3 separate regions of the Rattus norvegicus genome follow, and all the other regions are linked to region 2. A link is a contact called in public Hi-C data. All regions are on one chromosome and are shown on one strand. Each heading gives the region's core, a stretch centred on a gene start, on an enhancer-like site or on the middle of the called end of the contact. The rest is flanking DNA. Distances are from core to core; before and after follow the strand shown. Region 1 has its middle 130 kb from the start of Fndc3b. Region 2 overlaps Fndc3b (fibronectin type III domain containing 3B). Region 3 overlaps Fndc3b (fibronectin type III domain containing 3B).

Evidence for each region. Hi-C and Micro-C count contacts between places; a contact is called where the count stands out from the background.
Region 1: a Hi-C map of liver shows a contact between it and region 2, with 8 times the contacts expected there. The contact joins two enhancer-like sites. A contact is called at or near these places in 2 of 12 Hi-C or Micro-C datasets (both in liver).
Region 3: a contact with region 2 is called in a Hi-C map of liver, with 4 times the contacts expected there. The contact joins two enhancer-like sites. A contact is called at or near these places in 2 of 12 Hi-C or Micro-C datasets (both in liver).

What each region holds. Positions count from the first base shown.
Region 1 is chr2:112,601,603-112,604,763 of GRCr8, forward strand. No RefSeq gene overlaps it. Among named protein-coding and RNA genes, the nearest start is that of Fndc3b, 130 kb to the left of the region's middle. Within about 2 kb of position 1,644, at least 23 of the 93 cell types and tissues checked have an H3K27ac peak or open chromatin away from gene starts, as enhancers often do. A contact at or near this core is called in liver, where this site is marked.
Region 2 is chr2:112,448,783-112,452,157 of GRCr8, forward strand. The region is part of intron 2 of Fndc3b (fibronectin type III domain containing 3B); the gene reads right to left. Among named protein-coding and RNA genes, the nearest start is that of Fndc3b, 26 kb to the right of the region's middle. Within about 2 kb of position 1,944, at least 25 of the 93 cell types and tissues checked have an H3K27ac peak or open chromatin away from gene starts, as enhancers often do. A contact at or near this core is called in liver, where this site is marked.
Region 3 is chr2:112,314,134-112,317,163 of GRCr8, forward strand. All of the region lies in intron 8 of Fndc3b (fibronectin type III domain containing 3B), which reads right to left. The region is part of intron 1 of LOC134485892 (a long non-coding RNA gene); the gene reads left to right. Among named protein-coding and RNA genes, the nearest start is that of Ghsr, 120 kb to the left of the region's middle. Within about 2 kb of position 1,273, at least 3 of the 93 cell types and tissues checked have an H3K27ac peak or open chromatin away from gene starts, as enhancers often do. A contact at or near this core is called in liver, where this site is marked.

The DNA of each region.
Region 1 (3,161 bases), core at 394-2,893, 150 kb after region 2:
CCAAGATTTAAAATACTTCTTAAGAAGAGGCAATACGTTTGTGAGTCAGGATTATATTAAAAGCAGATAGGAAAGATGGGTTTTCGACTCCAGTATGCAAGGAGGGGCAAGTCAGAAGAAGAAATTGCCTTGAGGAACTGAGCCGGATGGAAGGATGTGTAGCTTGGAGGTAAATTTTTGAGAAGTAACCATGTAGTTTGTGAGTATTAGAAATGTGAATGTCAAACAGCCAAACAACGGGGTCGGGAGAAAGGGGCCTAAGCGATCGGCCTCTTTCTGCCGTGAGTTCCACCAGAGAAGTCTTCATGGTGGAGGCAGTCTTTGAAAGTCATGAGAAGGACAAAATGGAGGGTCCTTGCTCTGAGATATATGAACTGGGGAGTGGTGTGCATCTGTGTCTGAGGCAGAACTTTCTAGAAGTAGCTGGATCCAAGCCCAGGCAGGGACGGGATAAGTGTTTGTAGATGATGCATACACATCTCTCAGTTCCAGGCAGTCTTCTGGCTTACTGCCTGTCAGTGTGGCCCTAACACCTCACTGCAGGGTTCCAGAATGATCTTCCCTGGAATAGTGTATCGGGAGTGTCGTCTGCTAGGGAGATGAAAATGCTGGTCTACTCTTTTTAGGATCTCCTGGGCCTAGTCATGGTAACTGCAGTGGACAAGAACAGGGGTGTTTGACTCAATCCTGTGTCTTTGTGGGTAGTATTGTTCTGTGCATCCATCCATCCCTTAGCATTGGCTATGGGCATTCTCTCTATTGTGAGTTTCCCTTTACTTATGTGATTGGAATTGGGTCTGGAGGTGTGTGTGTGTGTGTGTGTGTGTGTGTGTGTGTGTGTGTGTGTATAGAATTTTGTTTGTCAGTTCCACATGAAAGACCATTTTCTTTTAGGTAAGGTCTCTAGTCACCTGCTAGATTATTGATGGCACAAAGACCAAAATAGCCTTAACTGTCTGCCAGAGACCAGAGAAAGCCTGCTGGTAGACAGCTAACAACTGTGTATGCTTTCAACATGATGAAAATTTCATCTTTCAGACGCATCCTTCTTCTCTTATGACAGAGAAATTTCATTATATTCTTAAAACAATGTGACATGAAAAATTTTGTTCAAAGATTCTTTTTTTTGGTAAGGTCAATTTACAACCTTAATTAAAATGGATTCACGAGTGTTTATGCAATTCTTCTAGAAATGACTATTACTGGATTAGGCAGTAATGAGTATTTTATAGAAGAGTCAATACGTGCTGTGTGTTTTCAGACTTGCCATCTGGTTCTAGTCTCTGTTTGGCAACAGGGTTTTATACGTGGCTTGGTTCGTGCAGCCAAGAAACCTCTCATACTTTGCAATTTGCCACTCTGTTTCAAAGACCTACTTAGAGGTTCACGCTTGTAGCACAGGCTGCCGGATTTAAGTGTCTTAAGTTAGAGTCTCAGGGGCCCGAAATATCTCTTGTACCCACACATTTCCTGGTAGGCCAAACTTCACAAAATAAACACAGATGACCTCTCGCCCATCCAGGCTTCCGGAAAGTTTAGAAATGATGCAAGTCCTTGGCAATGTGATATGACACACTGCTGTGCCTGTGCTGAATGTGAACTTCCTCCACCCTGAACCGGCGTGGACAAACAAGCTACTTTGGCCCTGCTGTGGACTCAGAATCTGATGGACTTGAACAAAACTACATGCTAAGAGGGTGGCCTCTGCTCTGGGAGGGAGGAGCCACAGGGGAAGCCTCCTGGTCGAGTCACAGTAACAGTCAAGGCAGAGAAGAAAAGAGAAGCTAGTTCTCCCAATTGTACCTCAATTTCCCTTTCTTTCTCCACCTCCCTAGTGTGCAGGAATGGATGTCTGGAATTGATCAGGGTTCTCCAGAGTGACTGAGAGGGCACCACCACACATGACATTGGCTTTGCTCATTCTCTTTACAGGAGTGTGAGCTGGGACACCCCTGCCCTGTTCCATGCCTATCGCTTTGTCACTTTGCCATTAAGCTGGCTCTCAGCCCAGCTTCCTTCCCAGGGTAATTTATCCTGATTTCTCATTCAATAAATGTAAATACATATGTGAGTACTGACTGGTATCTTCTGTCTCCTTTACCCTCTTTTGATTATTCTGTGTACTGTACCTAACGCCAAGTTGGAATTATTTATTTCCTTGAAGTTTGTTTTGTTTTCATTAAGATTTTTTTCTCCTTCTAAGTCCTGAATATTCTCTTTTCACTAGGCCCAAAAAGGTAATGTATACTTAGAAGTATTTATGTTGCAGAACTAGGCACATCTGATTAAAGAAGCTTAATTGTTAACGATTGGTGTGGGCTACTGTGGTTTGTACCGGAAATGCTTGTCTCTTGGCTCCTGGCTCTATTTTTTTTTTTTTTTTTTTTGGTTCTTTTTTTCAGAGCTGGGGACCGAACCCAGGGCCTTGCGCTTCCTAGGTAAGCGCTCTACCACTGAGCTAAATCTCCAACCCCTCCTGGCTCTATTTTGAAGGTTATAGAGCATGTATAGCAGATGTAGGTCACTAGAGTTGGGCCTTTGAAACCTATGTCTGTCACATGTTCCAGCTGTGTGCTATCTGCTTCCTGGCCTGTGCCGTGAGAGCCACCACAAACTCCCACCGTGTGAACTAAGCTGGATTCTTACCATGATGGACTGAGACCTTCTGAAATGAGGGGCTATGATACATCTTCCCTCTCTTGTTTCTGTCAGAAAGTTTGGTCAACTGACCTGGAGAAACTGTTACAGACTGTGGGCAGTGTTGCTGTGATAAACCTGACCCTGTGGTTCTCCGACCTTGGGAACTGATTTCCAGGAGAGATGTGGAGGAACTGGAACTGCAAGATAGAAAAGTTCTAGGCTGTTGTAAGCTGAAACTTAAGATGTCATTCTGACAGACATTGGAAGACCACAGAGCTCACAGGAAGGTGGCTAGGAGAGGTTGGGACCTTAAGATGTCAGGGGAGATCAAAACAAAAACAAAAACAAAACAAACAAATAAAAAAACAAATACAAACTATCAGGGGTTGCATTAGAAGCCATTGGTGTTATGTGCTGAAAAAAAAATCGTCTTTACACTCTGTTGAAGGTGAGTGAAACTGAATTAAAGATGTACTAATTAATTTAGTGGGAGGAATGTCAACATAGCATGATGCTCAGAC
Region 2 (3,375 bases), core at 694-3,193:
CCTTTTCTCTAGCTCATGAGAGCACACAAATCTAAGAATGGAGAAGTTCAAAAGCAACTAGAAGAGCACACACACACACACACACACACACAGAGAGAGACACAGACACATGTGTGGGCACGCAAACAAAATCGTTTTGTTGGGAAGCTACCATTTAAGTCCCATGAGCTGTGAAGACACAGCTGAGTGGTATTTACCCACCTCACACGAGGCATGTGTCTGGGACCCAACTTACTCCAGATTCCCCTAAAAGCCCAGTCACTGGCTTGGGTCATTCAAAGAGATGGCAAGGCATGGGGCTAGCCTGGGCAAATGAACTAGCCGTCCTGATGCCAAGCTCTTCACACCACAGAATCACTTCAGCCGATCAGAAACCTCTTACAAGTTGCAAAGCAGCTTCTTGTGCAGACAAAGGAGCTCCCAAACCTAACCGTAGAGTCGTTCACAAAAAAGGAACACCATCAGGAAGTCGATTCCATACTCACCACAGTGAGATAGAGAAAAATATGAAGTTAACTCAGACTCCAGTAACTTCACTGACAAATCACCTAAGGGTGTTTACCCCCATCCAAATTTGGTTTCATTTGGGCCCAGGCAGTACTGGCTTTTGAAGCACTAAAGGCCGGGAGGTCCTCTTCCCCAGGTTTTAAGTAAGTCAGAGAACAATTTCTTGTTAAAGCCTGGTTTACACTGAAGAAGTTGACACTATAGTCTCCCTCAGCCTGTAAACCCAGCTATGACGCTGTTCACACCAAGAGGCAACCTAATATCCCTGGAACCTGCATGAAGTTGTTGAAAAGAGATAGCCTCTGATTCTGTCCGTCCATACCTAACAAACACAACGGAAAGGACAAATGCTTTTGAAGAAACAGTAGGTTCTGCAAGCTGAGCCACAGGCTGGGGGAGGGGACAATGAGGAAATTCAGTGTGGATGCCTCCCTCTCAATGGTGTCATTCACAGCGCCCATCAATGACTCTGTTCCCACCCTCTGCTGTGGAGAATGGCAGAATCAGGGAGGGCTGAGGAGGAGAGAAGGGAAGGTGCTGTAAGGGAATCAACGCTCAGTGTCTCTACGTTACTCTATGGTTACTTCTCGTGTTTCCTGCCACAGGCCACACAGGCCACTGTCATTTCAAGGTCTGGAGCCACTTCACAAGTTAGCAGAGTAATGCCATTGTGAAGAGACTGCAATTACTCTGGACAAAATCATCAGCAATGGAGCGCCTTTAGACAGTGTCTTTAATGAAGTAATGGTGCTTTCTAAGCAATTTAGTCTGCTTTGCCTCAAACTGTCATGATAGTTACCTATTTTTTTCAGGCCTTAAAACATGAAAAGTTTCATCATAAATAGAGGATTATTATGATAGTCCTTCAAAATTTAAAGATGTTTCACTGGGAATGTTGGTCAATGGCAGAGTGCCTGTGTAAAACACTAGGTGTGGGGGCGGGGGGGGAGGGAGCAGGAGAGAGGAGAATGAACATGCACAGGAGCAAGTCAGGAAAAGGAAGAAGTGACTAAGTGCTTCTGTAAAGCAACCAATGGGCTTTGAGTATCCGTGTGATGTAAGGTTTCTGAGAGCGTTGAAAGCATGTTAACTCGTCATAATTAAACTCTCACTAGAATAGTAAAATCTTAAGGAATCCCACTTGGCATAGCACAAGCTAGCCATGAGTCCACACAGAAGCCACACTGTACTGTGGGAGCAGTGTGGAGGGCGCTGTTCCCGTCTCTGCTGACTTCCTAGTCTAATCTTAGCACTAGGAAAAGCTTTGCCTTCCAAACCAGCCCTGCTGTGCTCCCTCTACCTGCTCCTCACTAGCCCAGAGCAAAGGTGGACCAACTGGCAGTGGCCCAGAAGGCTGGCTCTAGGAACAGACAGACCTCAGGCCTTCCAGGAAGTGGAGTGTTTGTTTTGGCAGGAGGATTCTGCAGAGAGCAGAGAAACGGCCCAGATAAAGAGATGGCATGTGTGCACAGGAAGGAAGGCTACCCTGCCAGCGTGTCGGCTCAGACAGGAACACGAAAATAACGAGATGCACGCTGCCCTCTATTAATTCCTGCCTGGAAGTGAAGGCCAGAATCCATATTGATTTCCAAGACCCTTTCCCCTGACAGTTGTTATACAATTTTGTCTGGCCAAAGAAGAAAAACTCTTCGGTCTCTGGTGTAACGGGTACAGTATGGTCCAAGAGACGAACTGCTGTGCCCTTTGGTGGCCTGCTTCAATACTTATGATTCATATTTCACGGAAAACATTGAGAAACAGTCCATCAGAACTGAATCTGCTTTCACAGCGTGTTGTATGTTTCCTGTGTTTTTCTCCCTTCGTTATCACCAAGGACATTCCCATAAAAACAAAATCCTCGTCCCTCAAAGCAACCATATTCTTTAACATTAATCTACACTCCCCTTCCAAGCCGCTACTTGATGACATTATAGTGAGTTTCTTTTTTCAGTTATGCCATAATGACGGTCAGAGAAAGCTATGTGGCAAATCACTTCAAGTGCAAACAAGAGGGCGGACCTCAGTATGAGAGCCAGTACGCAACCCTAAGCTTTCCTCACTAGCAAGCATGGAGGCATAAATCAGCTCAATCCCGGGATCCACACTGAAAGGCGATGCACCTGTATTTCCAATGCTGGGGGACGGAGACTGTGGATCCCGGGCCACTGCAGAGACAGCCTCGCCTCGGCACTGGGGAAAGGTAGAGACCTGCAGAATGATACCCACGCTTGTCCCATTGCCTCTGTCAGCACACACGGTCATACACAGCCACAAGTATCCGTGAGCACCCATGTGAACATGCAAACATGCAAACATTCATGCATGTGCACCACACACACACAAACATGCATGCACATGCCTACACTCACAGGTGAAGGGAAAACTGTCCCTCTTGGCCCTGTACCTTTCCTTTCCCAACAATGAGAATGAAGTCCCAACTCGGAAGCTAAGTCTAACTGTGACATTGAACAAAAACAGTTTAAGTTGTAAGTCAGTATTTCTGCTTCCCACTATCTCTTGTCCTGAATCAACAGGTGCATCACAGTTCCACCGGCAAGGTGAGGGTCTCCAGCCGTGCCAAGAAGCAGTGCTTCTGGCCTTGTCACCTGAGGCCCCGAGTCCTCCTGGATAACTCTTGTAACGTGTGTGCGTGACAGAAAACCACAGGGCATGATGATGAAGAAGTCGGGCTACGCAATCCACCTCACCAGGGATGAAAAGCAGTCTTTGCTGCTCTCAGGCCACGAGCTTTCAGAACATGAAGCAATCATCAGAAGCCTCAGCTTCCTCATGTGTCTGTCGCACTCACTAAAGGAGAACACATTCAATACAGCCCAAGAGTGGAATAAACGATACAGCAACAGGGAT
Region 3 (3,030 bases), core at 23-2,522, 140 kb before region 2:
ATAATTAGTGAATAGGTGAGGTGTGTACATGTGTGTCCAGCTACACATGTGTGTAAGCATGTATGCAGAGGCCAGGACAAGTTTGGGCATCTTTCTTTCAGAATCTACCTATTTTATCTTTGAGACAGAGTCTCTCATTGGCCTGGAGCTCAGCCATCAGGTTAGGCTGGCTGGCAGTGATACCTGGGGACCTGCTGTCAGGGCCTCAGCACCGGCTGTCAAGCATGTGGGGTGGTGGCTGTGAAGCATGTGGGGTGATGGCTGTCAATCATGTGGGGTGGTGGCTGTGAAGCATGTGGGGTGGTAGCTGTCAATCATGTGGGGTGGTAGCTGTGAAGCATGTGGGGTGGTAGCTGTCAATCATGTGGGGTGGTAGCTGTGAAGCATGTGGGGTGGTAGCTGTGAAGCATGTGGGGTGGTAGCTGTGAAGCATGTGGGGTGGTGGCTATCAATCATGTGGGGTAGTGGCTGTCAATCATGTGGGGTGGTGGCTGTCAACCATGTGGGGTGGTGGCTGTCAAGCATGTGGGGTGGTGGCTGTCAAGCATGTGGGGTGGTGGCTGTCAATCATGTGGGGTGGTGGCTGTCAAGCAAGTGGGGTGGTGGCTGTCAATCATGTGGGGTAGTGGCTGTCAATCATGTGGGGTGGTGGCTGTCAAGCATGTGGGGTGGTGGCTGGCTTTGTAACATGGGTCCTGGGGATCCTGCTGATAACCTTTCTCACTAAACCATCTCTCTAGAAAAAATGAGGCTTTCTCCCTCGCATTTTAGCATGTAACTCAGTGCCTTTGTTTCCCCTTCACTTCAGCTTCCCTCAACGATAGAGCAGGTTTCACTTTAGTGGTTTTATACAACACATAACATTATTTCCCTAGTAGAATACTAATTATACTTTACTAATTATAAATTGATTCTTTTTAAAACATTCTATCAGTTAATTAAAAGTGATTATTTCAACAAAAATCTAAGAAAAGACCTAAATTTTACAAAGCAGTGCATACATTATATGTAAAGGTCTTTTTTCTTCAATCATACAACAACAACAACAACAACAACAACAACAACAACAACAACAACAACGTGGTGTATGTGTTTATAGAAAAAAGTAGAAACATTTTTAAAATCTTGAAATGACTGTGGGCAGAATTTTCCACATGGCTCGTGGTTCAGAGGTCAAGTGTCAATAAAAATAGCTACAGGCACACAATCAATAGCAGTGCCTGAAGATGCCCTGGTCTCAGGAAACTGCACTGATCTGAGGTAAGAGCAAAGAAGCCGGGAGCTGTTTCTGCCCAGGTGACCAAGCACCAGGCAGCTCATGCTAAGACTCCACAGAGGGGAGCTCGCTCCTTCTACAGACAGTTTTACATCGGTAGACTCATGGCCTACCACACAGCGGGGGAGGGAGCAGAAAGTGAGGTATCATGCAACCATATCAGACAATCTGTGCTCAGGATAAAACCTGAGCAGAAAAACCAAAGGAAACCTGAGGCCGAGGGCCACCGAGAGGCGATGGGAACAGGGAAGGTAATGGGCTGAGAGGAGCAAAGCCCAATGGTGGAAGAGGAAACTATCCAAACAAAGCCCAGTATTGTCCACAGAAGCTGCAGGAAACCTAGTAATTAGAACAAGGAACTCGGAAGCCTAACGTCAGTCAGTACACAATTAACAATGAAATATTCATGTGCTGAGACTTCTGTAGGTCTCAATCAAGATGTCTAATATTAAGAATGGGAAGGGGCCCCCTCACTGGTCGAGCGCTTGGCCGGCACTGCTTAAGCTAGGCATGGCGGCACACACCTGTAATGCCAGCACGTGGGAGGTGGGTGCTGGAAGAGGTCATCTCTAGCTTCAGAGACCTTTTTCCAAACCACGAGACAAATGAAATATCAACGGAAGTGGGAAATGCTGTTACGAGAAATATCCCTGTTGTCTTAGCTGTACGGGTAACATCTAAATCCTTAGTAAAAGGGGCATGGGCCTAGCTGCTCTTTTTGTGGCTGTGGGATGACACCCATCTTCACAGCAAATAGTATTTCCACACAGCCCACTGTGCTCTAACTGGTGACCACTGAATTTATGATTACCACTGACATCTCTGAAACTTTGAAGGTTCTCTGTATTATCACAGACAACAAGAGATCATGTGATGCTCAGGCCCAACTGATACCGCTAAGCAGAGTTCATGCGCCTCAGGGTAGTGCGGGCTGGGGAGACTGTTAGAGCCTCCGGGGCAGGACGACACCCAGAAGAATGTCTCCTAGGAATGTCAGGGAAGCTTCGCCCATGCAGACTGAGAACATGGCTGCCTAAAGAAGACATGAGGAAGGATGACGTCAGTAGGCATGCCAATGTGGAAGCAGAAAGCTCCACACATCAACCCTAGACAAAGACCTACAGGCACATAAAGGATGCTGAGCGACGGAGAAACAGTCTTCTCAGGAAAGAACTTTCCTTATGGTTATCCAAACAATCAGCTCTGAAAACACACACACACCCATGCATACATGAATACACACATATACATATATACACATACATAACACACACATACACACAAGTAGCATTACATGGACTAAGCAGGTTTTGTGTGTATGTAAGTATACACATGTTTGAGATACACACACGTATATAAGGGAGCCATATGGGAGGGGTTGGAAGGTAGAAAGGGAAGGGAGACATGATATGATTACAATTTAAAAAAATAAACTATTATAAGAAGATTTAGAGACCAAATATTCTCCAAGATTCCTTTGTGTTGAGAGAAAGGAGAGACAGGAGGGTAAGGAAAAGGGCAGATTCGTCACGACATTCAAGTTTCTTAAGAACATTGTAAGACATCAAGGAACAGGAAATTAGCGAACTAGCCCTTTAATAGAGCACTGACAGTAACATTAGAACACGGAGCAATGGAAATGTGTGCGGGCCAAGAAACCGACTGCATTTCCATGGCTGCTTTGTGGCTAACATTTTCAGTTTGTTCAAGTGACCATGAGAGAATGGTCAGCTTCTGTTGTCATCTGAGCTTTA